2 separate regions of the Hordeum vulgare genome follow, and region 2 is linked to region 1. A link is a contact called in public Hi-C data. All regions are on one chromosome and are shown on one strand. The core of a region is the stretch at or near the end of the contact, and the rest is flanking DNA. Distances in the headings are between cores, read along the strand shown. Region 1 holds the start of LOC123407404 (ubiquitin receptor RAD23d-like). Region 2 holds the start of LOC123408454 (protein NRT1/ PTR FAMILY 3.1-like).

Region 1 (6,913 bases), core at 1,966-4,465:
GCACTACCATGTGCTGATAACAAATACACACGGACACATGGAATGAAAAACCAGTTTTTAAAGTCTAAACATTCAGAAAATAACACATGAAAAATTCTAACCTATCAAAATAGGTCAATGTATTAACCTATGCATTTTTTTCTTTAAACTTTTGTACAGTATGCTCAGTGTGTCATAAGTATGATTTTTCTAGCACTTGAGCAGTACAGCTTGACGAGAAGTAGGTTAAATAATTCAATATTAATACCAAAATAATTAGAAGTTTATCAATGTTAATACCAAAATAATTTGGGAAATAGGTTACATGACTTGTCAGACGCTAGGTATGTAAATGCCAAAATAATTTAACCATGTTTATATTTATATCATTATAAAAGCAACCAGAAATCCATTTCTTCCCGGGCATTCAAGAATAATTTACAGCTGCACTACAAAAAGAAAAAGGGGGGACAGTTCAGAACATGTGCATGCTGTCTAACAGAAACACAAATAAAAACGTGCCGGGTCACCAACGTGTAAAAATTGGCAAGAGTTTACATAAAGAACCCACACATGACAAGAGATCATATGCATAAGGCTAGTAAGGAATTTGTAGCTAGAAATAATAAGGACAAAGCTCTAGAATATGTTAATCAATAATAATGTAGCTTCTAATAGAATGAAATAAAGGCTCTGAAATGGGCTCACGATGCAGTTACTGCAGCAGCTGGAGTATCAGAAACAGCTGAAGGCTGTGCACTGGGAGGCGCCCTACAAATGAAAAGAAATAAATAAGATAAACAGAAGGTTCCAACACATAAGTTGAAAGCATTGATAACTCACGGTTCAGATGCAGCAACAGGTGCTTGTGAAGGTGGTGATCTTGCAGCTGAGGCAACAGGGACAGGTGGAGTAGCAGCAGCAACTGGGGTAGCAGGTTGAGACTAGCGTAATGCAAGAAATTAAATATTTCTAGTAAGATAATTAGATGTTGATAAAACAAGGGTCACCCAAACAGAAGACAGGGTAATATTATGCGATGTAATTATATGATGAAAATACAATTTTGTTCTTATATGAGCTAAAGTGAACTGCGTTCACAGAAGGCAAGATAGTTATGATCACAGATGTCCCACCTTCTTGCTATCTAGTAACACAAACATCTTTCAGGTTCACTAATCTAACCTTCTTCAATTTGAAGGGCCCACAAATAACCCTAACACAAAAGAGGGATATGACATGGCAGAGCATTGGTGGCATGGCTAGCATACCGTTTGCATGTATGCTGGTTGAAGCTAAAAGGTGGAATAAAGAAGCATAAAATACAACAACAAAAAAAGGAAAACAGTGTGGAATCAACACAAAATTAGAAAGGAGAAAGATAGTGACACTGCCAGGCAGAGAATACATTTGGTACCAAATAGTGCTAGGTTGTGTTTGGTTGGTGTCCCAAACTAACCTTGACAAAAAAATTGCTGTAAATCATATTTTGATCTTCGTTTGGTTTGTTGCCAAAAAATTGCTTGTCAATGAGTGTCCACCCATCCCTCTTACATATTCATGCCAAGTAAATGATCAAGTGAGAGTGGAGGATTACTTGACAAAAAAATAGCAAGCCAATTCTTGCCATAATTTGTTAGAGCTAGATGGGGGCATGAATCAAACATACCCTTAAACTAGGGAAAAATAAATTACAAAGGGTTGGTGGCTAAATATATATTTAGCTTTTTTGCACAGCAGGAGATAAGAACCAACTACAATAATAGGTAGATCTGATAAAAACGTATCAACCCAAAATACCTGACTAACAGGTGCCTTTGAAGCAGAAGAAGCGCCACTAGATGACGCCTTAGGCTACAAGATAAATGCATACAGGATAAGTTACTAATATCCAGATCAAAAGATAACAAAAGAACATTATAAGTGCAGAATGGAGACATCACTGAGAGCATACAAATGTTGAATCAGCATGAATGATATCACCAAGACCAATATTTATTGATTCATCCAATTAGAAGGCTAAAAAACTAGAAACACATCATAATACAATGGCTGAATTAAACATGCAAGGGAAATTCAGAATGTGTAACAGAGTGCATAATTGCATGCCTATGATTATAGCACCACCTTTTAATGATTTGAGAAGTGCCAAACAAAAGAACATTAGAAGTGCTTTTGTGCTTGACAAAAGAACATTGGAAGTGCAGAATGGAGACATTACTAAGAACATACAAAATGTACTCATCAATGACCTATGCATCCATGGCATTCAGGCATTGTGACTAAAATAGGCTACAATGTCAAGCTTAGTAACATACAAAAACGGTCCAATTTCCATTCAAACCACTCAAGGGTCTGGCAAAAATTCTTTGAGAGTTGGAGAACTGAGCATTCAAATTCAAACTAACGGGACAGGGAGCATCAAATACCTTAGACAGCATTATAACAAGGAAACTGTTCTCTGCAACCTTGTTAGCATCCAGAGTGGTATCATCCTTGAGAATTTTTCCTTGATATATGATCATCAGCTGATCCGCAGGGTACACATTCTGCCCCTGAGCACTCTCGATGATTCTCTTGACCTCACCCACCTGTGAAACGGAGCAAACCCTCGACAGGTTAGTACTAGTGAAGCAAAACATCAAGCATTGCAGGCCCAAACAATTTGGCTACAGCAGATAACAGAATTCCCAAAAAAATCCCGCACATATCGACTACTGCTGCTAACGAGCAGTATTCAACCGTTCAATTCAGAGCACCCAGTCGATGTAAAATTACAGGCATCGGCGCCCCAACAACCCCAATACCCAAGTCGGGCCCGATCCGCACCACGACATCCACCTGCCCCCATACACCAGCAGAGCCGAGCAGCGACTAAACCCTAGATTCAGATTTTCAGAAACGCGACATCGCCGCACGAGCGCCTAATCACGGTGCGAGGCCGCGCCCTAATCGCGCCGAGACGCACCGAATCAAGCCAATTGCCAGGGAATTGCGCCGAATCGCGCGCGATTGGAGAGGGGAAAGAGAGGGGAGAGGGATCGTACCGAGGACTCGGGGGTCGCCTCGATCTCGAAGCTTGTGCCCTTGAGGGTCTTCACGTTGAGCTTCATCTCGGCTTCCCTTCCAACCCACTCACTCGACTCTCGCGGTTATCCCTATCTGCGACTCTCGCTTCGCCTCGAGGGTTTTCGCCTTGACTTCGGACTCGCGAGGGAGGGGAGGACGACGGAGGCGCACGGGGGAAGTGAGTTTATAGGGGGAGGAAAAAAATCTGGAGCCGTAACCAAAAAGATATCCGATCAGATGGATGATGGAGGATGCGGTGTCCGGCTGCTGTCCCTGACGCGTGGGGCCTGGGCCAGGTTGCCAGTGGGAGGGCCACGGGTGTCTAATCGGTAGACCGACAGCGGGGTGCGAGGCGGTGGGCAGTTCGGCTGCTCCGCCGCGGCGTGTGGGCGGATCTGCGTGCGGAAGGGGTGGCGGATTACACGCGCCTGGGGTGCGGAAGAGCGGTTTGGTGTGGATTGAGCGGTGACGTGAGGGGGGTGCACTCGTGTGTTGGTAGGCGTACCGGATCCAGGAAGATACTTCCTTCGCGGGGAGGGAGATGGGCGGATGTGGAGTGCGAAAAGGTGGTTGTTGTGTTGGGTTGGAGAACAAGAAAAAGAAAGAAAATGAAAAAGCTATCTCGCGGACATCGGGTATTTGAGGATTCCAGCGAACGCGGGTTGCCGTGGGATGTGGCGCACGAATCTTGAAGCAGGTGTTGTTGCCACGTCGGATTTAAATGAGTGTTCGCTGAAACTGGCATTTGTGCGAACGGGGGACAACCTCTATCTCGGCTGACCTATTTCCCCTCTCCCACACGCCCCACTCCTCTCTCTCTCTCTCTCTCTCTTGCCTCCTCCTCGTCGGCGGGTGGTTCTCGAGGCCAGCCATAAATCGACAAAGGAACATAAGTTGTTAGAGCATATATCTTCATATGTAGTTTTGGTAATTGATGACAATTCCTATGGACTAATGGTTGCCTTAAGTTACATTTATAGGATTTGTCCATAGGCATTTTTTAAAGTTCATCTGTTGGGTTCAAGGAGTTTATATGATGACCAAGATGGTATTCAAGTTTATATAGGAATTATAGGATGCCCGGCTGGAGCGGATCGGACGGGTGCGCGTGCGTAGATCGGGACAACAGCGCGTACATCGGACGGACCTCCGGGTGGCGGATGTTTACTAAACATCCGCAGGTAGATGCGTAGCACCCCCTTTGACAACGTACAAGAGACAAACTCTATTTAGCCGATCTATCTTTTATTTTCTAGGTGCGACTATCTCTTTCCTTTAATTAGTTTAACCTGCCCACATGCACGTAAAATTCGTTGATGTCCTTTTTTTAGTGGGCTGCTACGCATCCGCCACCTGGAGGTCCGTCCGATGTACGTGCAGTCGTCCCAATCTACGCGCGTGCAGCCGTCCGATCCGCTTCAGTCGGGCACCATATAATTCCTGAAACGACGGTCGAGTTGCAGAAACTTTCATTCCTGAAACGACGGCCGAGTTGCAGAAACTTTCGCTTTGTTGCGAGAAATAAATTTTGTACCCGTTAATTCCTGAAACAACGGTCGAGTTTCAGAAACAATTTGCTTGTTGCAAAAATTTTGTTGCAACCGAGTGTTTGTTGTAGATTTTTTTCTGCAACAGTAGACAATTTTTTTGCAACAAAAAGTCATATTGCAGATTTTTTTTCTCTCCAGTTTTTTCTCTTTTGCAACACATGTGTTGTTGCGGAAATAAGTTTTGCAACACATGTAATGTTTCAGAAAAAAGAAAATAGCGACACTGCAATCCAGATACTCACCCGCACCGCCCGCCATCGACTTCAGAGTTCGGCCTCCGCTCTGTTTGGCCCAGCGCACGGGACACGTGTCGTGCACACAAGGAGGCGGATGGAAAATGTCCGTTCTGCCCGATGATTAGCATCATTTTCCTTTTTTTTTATGAAGGCATGATGATTATAGTTCCTATTCAAGCCTACTCAGCCAACATATAATTCATGGGAAAAAACAAAGCAAGAACCCATCTATTCCATATCCCGCTCCCCTTAGTGTAGTCCTTCCTAATGACGATGCCCGAGTCTGAGTGGCCCTTCCCCTTCAAGAAAAAAAACTGTGAGTCTTACTTAATCAAAATACCTCATGAATAATCTCTAGCCATTAATTAGAATTACATAGTCCAACGAGCAGGACATCTCTCTTCTCCGCGTCTTCCACAATATATCTCACATGCACGACATCTCTCAGTCATATTCTTTTCTCTTTCTATCAACGTTGCCGGCCTGCAGCAATCACGACTCTCTTCATCCCCTCCCTGTTGCCTTCTGCTTAACCTCCTGTTGTCTCTCTCCTCCTCGGATTTCCCTGGAATTGCAAAATACACAAACACCATTCTCCATCTCTCAGTAATGGCCTCAGTCCAAGTTCATTGCCTAAGCAGCGTCCCCGTCCTCTTTTCTTACACCGGCCCGTATTTGCATACAATGAACTTGAGTATCTATTTTAATATTGTTGGAAAGTGCATAAGTCATTTTGGAGCACTAGATGGTTTGTTCAATCCACTTCTCTACGTTTTCAAGAAAAAAAATACAATTTTGCGACTTGGATCTGTTCTTTTATTTTTATGATCTCATGCCATGATCCAGTTTGATATGTTCATCTTAGAAGCACATGTTATGTTTTCTCCTGATGGAATTGTTTTCTATAGTAATTTTTTCAGATAAGGAGTGTATATATGCAGTCAGAAGATCAACATGGTGACACCTTAACAGTATTCATTCGAAGCAACATCTCATGCATTGATCCAATTTGATATGTTCATCTTAGACGCACATGTTATGTTTTCTCCTGATGGAATTGTTTTCTATAGTGATGTTTGCAGATAACGAGTGTATATATGCAGTCAGAAGCTCAAGAGGTGACACCTTAACAGTATTCATTCGAAGCAACAAGGAAGTTAACCTCTTGGTTGTCCTTCCTCATATTTTTTCTACTTGATTATTTAAATGTATTTCCTTTGCTAAATGGATGTGCTAAAAATTAAGAACATAGATGAGTTTATTTTTGTATAGTTATGTAGTGTATTGTAAGAATGTAAGGTACTGGGACTTGCTTAGTAAGAGAAGCCACATAATTAAGTTCTAACTCGGCAGTACTAAGAAATTCAAAGAAATTATATGTATAGATTGGTTCCATGAGATTAAACTGTATGTTTGTTGTAGTTGATACCTATGTTATAACTGCATGTATAGACTTTAGTATAAAAGCATCTTGAACAACTTTTTATATGTTTGCCTTTATGCATACAATATATCGTAAATGACATAATATAAATGTTTCTGAGTGTACTTGGCTGTTTGCACGTTTTGTTGCTATAATTTGGATATCTGGCCATAGCATATAGAATTTTGTATCATGCTAACTTGGTGACTTGGGTTGCTTTTCCTACCCAAAGTTCTATTGGTTGTACAATACTATCATGACGGTGCAAGGAGTGTAATGGAAGTTGTCCCCTATTGATGCGATTCTTATTTTTCATAAGTTATATTGCTTTTATTGACTAATTAATTTGCTGTATTGGTTAAATATAGTTGGTAAAAGGTAGCAAAATAGTTGACAGGGTAAAAGAGCTTCTGTGCATGTAATCCATCGGTACTACAATTTTCAGCATTCAATGGAAGCTTACGTATAGCATTGTCAAGCATAGGTGAGCTTATACAATTTTCCATTGAATGCACAATTTTGCTACCTTATACGTATAGGTGAGCTATAAGTGAGCTTATACAATTTTCTAGGTAACAAAATAGTATACAATTATAGTAGTGAGCTTATACAATTTTCAGCATAGGTAAGCTTAAACAACTAGGCTCCCCTATGCT
Region 2 (7,141 bases), core at 1,103-3,602, 140 kb before region 1:
GGATATTCTGCTCCTACTAATGGTCTGAAAGGAAAAGCAAAGATTTGCGGCTTTGGGCCTTGCTATTTCGTTGCCGACTGCCGTAAATAATGTAGGCTGGTGGAAGGAGCAGATATCAGTACCTGTATCTGCGGCCTTTTGTCCCGGCAACTAGAGACTGGTTGTCTACATCGTTTCTTATCTTAATCTACCTTGGACAGGTCGTGGCGAGGGACTTGAAGATTGAAGCACTCTGGCATTGTTCAGTGTTTACCGGAGGTAAAGTTCGCTAATAAGACCAGTCGGGAGTACGCGATAGCACAACTTCATGTGGAAGTCCGTAAAAAGGAGAAGCGTGTTGATAGGAAACAAATTGCTGTGGTTCATCACTTCACCTATAAAGTGTGGCTGTTTTCAGAATAAGGAAACAACGATGACAGAGATCAAGTAATGTTTGGTAAGGCAACTCTCTTGAGTGGTGCTCGAATCGAGCTCAAAGCAGGGTGGATTTTTGGTACGTACAAGCGTGGGAAACATGATTCGAACATGACTTATTTTGAGCCAGAACTAGAACAGAGCTAAAACCGAAAATGTGCCGCTGAAATCCAGCGGCGGCTGTCGTCTCAGCTCACCACATCACTGGCTAGAGCACTCCTACACGGGAGGATTTTGGCCTCATTTGCCGACATCGACTTCTAATCTATTACTGTACTACGTCCTCTTGTCATAAACGTTGTTGGCCCATCTAAATTGCATATTTTTTTGGCAACATAGATGGTACGCTAGTACTCTTCGCTGTATCTTATCGTCGTTGCCGACTTGCAACATTCACGGCCTCACGGTGATTGCACGTTCTGACTTGTGGCACGATGCGGATTTTGATCATTTTTGTAAGGATGGCAAAACTTCAGAAATAAAGTTGCTACTTTTTGTGAGGAACTCTGGGATCCAATCCAAAGCACTCCCGGAAAAGAAAAGGGAGGAGGTGATGGATAGAATAGAAGGCGCGGCACGCCACGCACGTGCACGTACGTACCTGAGCTGGGTGGTGTGCACGAGCTTGCCATACATGGAGATGGGCGCGTCCATGTCGTCGTTCTCGTACAGCCTCCCGGGGTCGTCCACCCTGGGGACGCGGCGCTTCCGGACGGCCGCGGCGACCACCTGCGCGAGCCGCGTGAACGGGCTGCCGGCCGGGTCGAGCCGGCGGTACATCGGGTACCCGCCGACGAAGGCGACGACGGAGACGCCCATGCAGAAGGCCGGCACGCCGAGGCCCCATCCCCACCCCACGTTGTCCTGCACGTACACCACCGCCGTCACGGCCACCAGCTGCGACGCGCCGTTGCAGAAGTAGTACCAGTTGAAGAAGCCCCACGTCCGCGCGCGCTCCGCCGTCTGCGACTCGTCGAACTGGTCGGCGCCGAACGCCACGATGCACGGCCGGTACCCGCCGGCGCCCACCGCGTTCAGGAGCAGCGACACGTAGAGCACGGCGAGCTGCCATGGCAGCGCCTGCTCGCACGCGCCCCCCGCCGCCTCCGCGGCCTTGCACGGCGCCGGCCGGAACTGCGGCAGCGCGGCCGACACCGTCAGGAGGGCCATCCCCTGCGAGGTCATGCAAGAAGAAAGCACCAGCGTCAGTCACGCACGCTTCAGCTCTGCTTCATATGGGTGTCGGCACGGCATGTACGTGGTGTGCGGCGTGTACGTACGAATTGGTAGACGACGGAGGCGCCGGCGATGGTCCAGAAGCGGCCGATGCAGGCGTCGGCGAGGTAGGCGCCGATGAGCGGGGTCATGGCGGAGGTACCGCCGAAGTTGGTGAGCGTGGTGGCCGCCTTGGCCAGCGGCATGTGCATCTGCTGGGTGAGGTAGGTCAGCATGTTCGTCGAGAAGCCCACCACGGCAAGCTTCTCCGCCACCTCGTTGGCTGCAGGGCACGAGCCCACCGTCGACACACAGTTTAATCTTAGGACAAGCAAGGCAGTCAAATTGGAATCTGTTTGCAAGAATTTGCTCACCAAAGATGAAGGGCATTGTTCTTAGGCCGCCCTTCCTCTTGCTCTTCTTCCCATCCATGGCCGCCTCAACCGCCATTGTTTGCGCCTGTGGTGGTAGCGGCGCGGTGGTGCACTCGGTTGTACTACATGCAGCCACTCCTCGCTGCATCGTGAATTTGTGGTGGTATACGTAGCAGCAGCTTGGCTTCACATATTTATAGCTAAGCTAGCTGCCAGTGCCAGTGCCATGCCACTACCCACTAGACTGCACTACTGCAAGCTCTGAGGCTAATTTACACGAAATAGGAAAAACTGCGGGACAACAATCTGAGGTTAATTTGCAGTATTTATTTATATGTGGTTTTTTGGGCACTTGGAATAGACGGCTGTTTCTGCTACTGGCTAACTGCCATTGCAAGTCCCCTTTCTTCTGGATTCCTTTTCACATTTCCGAACTAGGGGCTAAGGACTTCACATGTGTGATGCGTCTATATCACAACGAGATCTTGGCAAATAGCTAGGCAGTGGCAGGACCAGTCCTAACTGAGATAGACTGGAACAGGAACGTTAAGAGCATGTCTAGCAGACTATAAAGCCGACCCTATAAAGCCGACCCGCAAAAGTGGTTTACAGTTCGCGAAAAACGTTTTTTGTGAGATGACGCGAGCGCAGACAGAAGCAGACACCCTTCCTTCAAAAAAATGGACCCGTATAAAATAATATTCGTAGAAGATGCTATTATACGGGTCGTTAATGCGGGGTCTGTTCGAGCGCCACCACGTCAACCCGCAAACAGAAAACCTCCGAGTAAAACATAGTTGAAATTTGACAGCGATTCTGGCAAATGAGTTCGAATTTAAACAATAAAACATAGTTCGTGCGCGAAATGAAAGCATAGTTTTAAAAACAAACGCAAAAGGACTTCATGCATCCTGGTCGCTCTTCAGTCTGCACCATTGAGGTCATCGCCGCCCCCGAATCCATCGCCTGCATTTGTTCCTACTCCGACACTTGTCCCTACTCCGGCATCGAAATTATCGGTTCCGATTCCAGACAAGAAACCATCGCCGCCATTGTAACACGGAAGCATCCTCCTCTTCAAGATTTCTTTCCTTGTCATATTATGTCATTCTTTGCTGATGTCGTCCATTTCATTATGGTTCAAAGTCATGATCCTATTCTCTTCAGCAAGAAGATTGGCCATGGTTTTGTTCTCAACGACACATGATTTTCTCTCCTCAACCTCCTTGAGCAATTTCCACCGCTAGCAATACCTCATTTGATTACAGCATGGCATCTATCTTGTCCCGCAAGGTCGATGCTTCGTGTTCCCTTTTGATCTTCTCCTTTGTCTTTTTGTCACCATCGGGCTTGTTCAAGTTTCTTGGGCCATCCTCATCTTCATCTTCATCCATGTTAGTAAATGAACCTCTCTTCAGTGGGGATTCTCTGTCAATCAACTTTCACTTGTCACAACTTTTGAGCAATTCCCAACAATGCTTTATTTTAAAAAAATTTGTCTTCGGAAGCTTCCATGTCTTTGTACCGTTGTTGGGCGATTTTTTCCTACACAATTAAAACAAAGTCAAACAGATGGAATCATTTCACATTATGCAAACTGATGGAATCATTTCACATGAACCCACTCACATACTCAGATTCCACGTTTCCACTTGGAGGAGCATTGCGAACTTGTTCCAAGTAAGCTGCCCAACGGCTACAAGTCGGCTTGATCACGTCCCAACGACCTTGGAGTGACCGAAAGGTCCGTGTTGTCCTGTTGGGATACTTGTCCATGAATTGGAAATATTTATCTTCAATTCTTTGCCAATACATCTTGGCGGTTTTGGACACACCCGTCCAAGGATCCATAGACACCGTACTCCAAACCTTAATCAGGATTTGATCTTCCAAGATCGTGTAGTTCTTCGATCTCATGCTTTTTTTTGCTTGTGATTGCTGATACGTCCCCTCATCTACCTTCTCCGCCTCATCTTCACCACAATGGTCATCAACGGTACCCTCCAATTCATTCTAATCGAAACCAGCGACCGGGGATTGATTGATGTCGACGACATTCATGGCCAACAAGTTCACGAACTCGACATCGACATTGTTCGAACCACTTCTACATTGAGTGAAAGCACATCACGACCTACCATAATGGCGAAAAAAGCAAAAATAAGTGAGCGAAGACGAATACCTTCCGAGCCTTTCATCGAACACCTCGTCTGTGGTGGAAGCAGCGCTGTAGATAGTCACCAACAAGGAACGTCTTGCCGGGGTGGATGGAGTGGAAGAAGGTTTTTCCGTAGGAACCTTCTTGCGCTTCACGCCCGAAACCTTGCTCATCTTCCCCGCCGGTGGCCGGGAAGATCGCACAATAGCAGTGGTGCCCGGCGCGGCTTCCCTTCCGGCTGGGACAACCGGAATTCTGCCCTGCACAACAACGTTGCCTTCCCGCTTGCGGGCTGGCGCGTTGGGGACTAGCACGATAGCAGGGGCGACATGGCCAGCGCGAGATCCGCCGTACGGGATTGCGCATGCGCGACCTCCACGTCGATGAGAGCCGCCGGTTGGAAGGCTTCTATGGCGGCGAAGAGTGGCGGAGAAGAAGGTTCGGAGCGCACTGTGGGCGGGGCAACGACTACCGAGGAGGGGGAGCGGGGACTGGCCGCGCGGAATTTTCCCTTGTGCCAAATCTCATTACGGATAAGGGGCGAGCTCGGGTCGGCCTCCCACCCCGTGAATCTGAAGGTTGAGGGCAAACTTTTGCGGCGCCCCGCAAATTGTTTTACGCGCCGGACGCGTTTGTGGTGTGTGATATGACAACTTTTTTTGCCCTGACCCGTATTTTGGCGGTTATTTTGCGTGTCGGGGCATTATACGGGGTCTGCTAGAGATGCCCTAAGAGCATCTACAGCCTCGGACCCTTCAAACCCTTCTAAAACGTCTGGGCACGCCGCCCGGTCACTGTCCGATCACAAAAATTTGACCCAGACGGGACTTTCAAACCGATCTCAAACGCCCGGGCTGACCAGCACCCCCCATTTCTAGCCCAAATATGAGGCAGATATGGAGGAGCCCGAACACACCCTCCACGTCGGACCCGACAGCCCGACCCTACCTCAAATTGCACCAATTCCTCCAAACCACTCCTCCTCCCGCCGCCTGCCAACATTTCTCGCGCCCGATCCCTTTCCGTCCAGCACCCTTGCTCTCCATCCTCACCACCTGTCGCAATCCATCGTCATGATGTCTTCCAACCCGTCCCCAACCGCCACGACGGAGACGCAATCCGTCTCGTCCGTAAGCAGCCCTTCCTCCGTTTCCTCTTGCAAGCCAAAGAACATCGCCCATAAGACGCGCCATCGCCGACAACGATAGAGGGAGTTGGCGGCACAGGTAGATGCGGACGTTGTTGACGAGATGTCTCCCCCGGTGCGCCAGGCTCCCTGGCCCCATCCATGCAAGCGAGGCACAGATTGTGCCGTCCGGCATTGTCGAGACCGAGGAAGAGGATGAGACGGTAGGTTGGACCCTTCCGGAGAGCTTTCCGGCCACGCAGCAGCTGTCGGTCCATGAGTCTGAGTCCCTACAGCTCGTTTGAAAGCGGGTGAGCATGGGCAACCCCACCGCCCGTGCTGCACTCGACATGTTCAACGAAATGTCTCAACAAGACCGGGTACGTTTGCTCCTATTCGATCTAATGGTTAATGTTTCGTATAGTTCATTAGTTCGCACATGATGATTGCTTGCAAACCATGAACATGTAGGATCATACTTGGTAAGTATGATCAATGAGAATGAAGATCCGACCCATGTGGAATATGAAATGGAGGAGACGACCGCATTTGTGATTGGGGCAACATCCGATCCCAATCCTACCAAGAAGAAGAAGAAGGACAAGATGACGAAGGCAAGGGGGCTTGTTTTCTCAAATTGGAGGACATCTTGTTAGTAAAATCTTGGTTGAAGACAACATTGGATCCAATAAGTGGCACCGAGCAAAAGGGGAGCACATATTGGAAGAAGATTTGGAAGAACTACCATGAACGAAAGGAATATTTGGAGCCGCATCCTATCGTGAGCACCCGCAATGTGGCATCTCTCCAACGTCGATGGGGTTCATTCAAGGACAAGTCAACAAGTACGTCGGTTACTAGTCACAAGTGACCAAACGGTCTCAAAGTAGGATGGGAGTGCCAACTCATGTAAGCTTGATTGCCTCATCTTATTGTCATTTCAATATGTTGGTGTGTTTTTCATTCTTGTGTTCATACGTATGTTGTATGATAGGTGGCGGTGGCCACTTTGTATCAAGAGATCGAGAAGAGGTCATTTTCTTTTACCCATTGTTGGATCTTATTGGATAGCAATCAAAAGTGGCAACAAGTTGTGGCTGACCTCAAGGCCGGAAAGAATAGGAATGGTGGCTCAATCTCCCACCAATTCGGTGGGTTGGACGATGATGACGATGATGCTGTCGTCACCAATGGAAAAGCTACCGTGCCAAAGGATAACCGGCTACTCATGGGAACTAAGCGGGAGAAGGCAAGGATCTCCCGTGACACCACGACTACAAAAATATCGTCCACATGGACGGGATTTTTTTTGGCAAGGGAGAGCAAGAAAGAGGAGAGGTACAAGCTTATGTTGGATGCGCAAAGGGAGAGGATGGAGTGGGATCGGACGAGGGCAGAAAGGCGACTTGAAATTGAGAGGGAGAAAATCGAGTTGGAGAAGCAAGAGGCGGCGATCAAATGGGAACCCTAGAAGGCCAAGACATTTTGAGATATTGAGCTAGAGAAGTAGAGGTTGCAACTCTCACGCGACGTTGAGGAAGAAAAAATGATGCTCGAGGATGAATCCACTTTGGATGAACATGCCACAAAATGTCTTGTGGACAGGAAGCAGGAGATTAACGATCGTAGAGCGTTGGAGGCACGCGGCGATCGTTGCCAGGATGCACGCGGAAGAGGCGGCCTGGATGCACGCGGTGATCATTGCCAGGATGAGAGGCAAGCCGGATGCATGCGGAGATGGATGTCCAGGCAGAGCAGGACACATGGACGAACTCGTCCTGCGAGTGATCCAACATCACTTATCGGTCGGGCATTGATTTCATTTTGCCATGTCTGTTTGGTTGAACTATGATA

What was found. A called contact is a pair of places that touch in the nucleus more often than the background predicts.
Region 2: a contact with region 1 is called in a Hi-C map of leaf, with 2.9 times the contacts expected there. The contact joins the promoter of LOC123408454 here to the promoter of LOC123407404 in region 1. A contact is called at or near these places in 4 of 6 Hi-C or Micro-C datasets (leaf and seedling).

The regions. Positions count from the first base shown.
Region 1 is chr7H:114,812,391-114,819,303 of MorexV3_pseudomolecules_assembly, reverse strand. It overlaps LOC123407404 (ubiquitin receptor RAD23d-like), which reads right to left and starts at 3,215. Exons shown (of 13, transcript XM_045100525.1): 1 at 3,027-3,215; 2 at 2,409-2,570; 3 at 1,780-1,833; 4 at 1,439-1,528; 5 at 823-923; 6 at 688-750. The coding sequence starts at 3,092.
Region 2 is chr7H:114,953,587-114,960,727 of MorexV3_pseudomolecules_assembly, reverse strand. LOC123408454 (protein NRT1/ PTR FAMILY 3.1-like) reads right to left here and starts at 2,352. Exons shown (of 4, transcript XM_045101563.1): 1 at 2,004-2,352; 2 at 1,695-1,912; 3 at 1,016-1,587. The coding sequence starts at 2,151. LOC123408455 (acylphosphatase-like) reads left to right here. Exons shown (of 2, transcript XR_006612753.1): 2 at 201-288.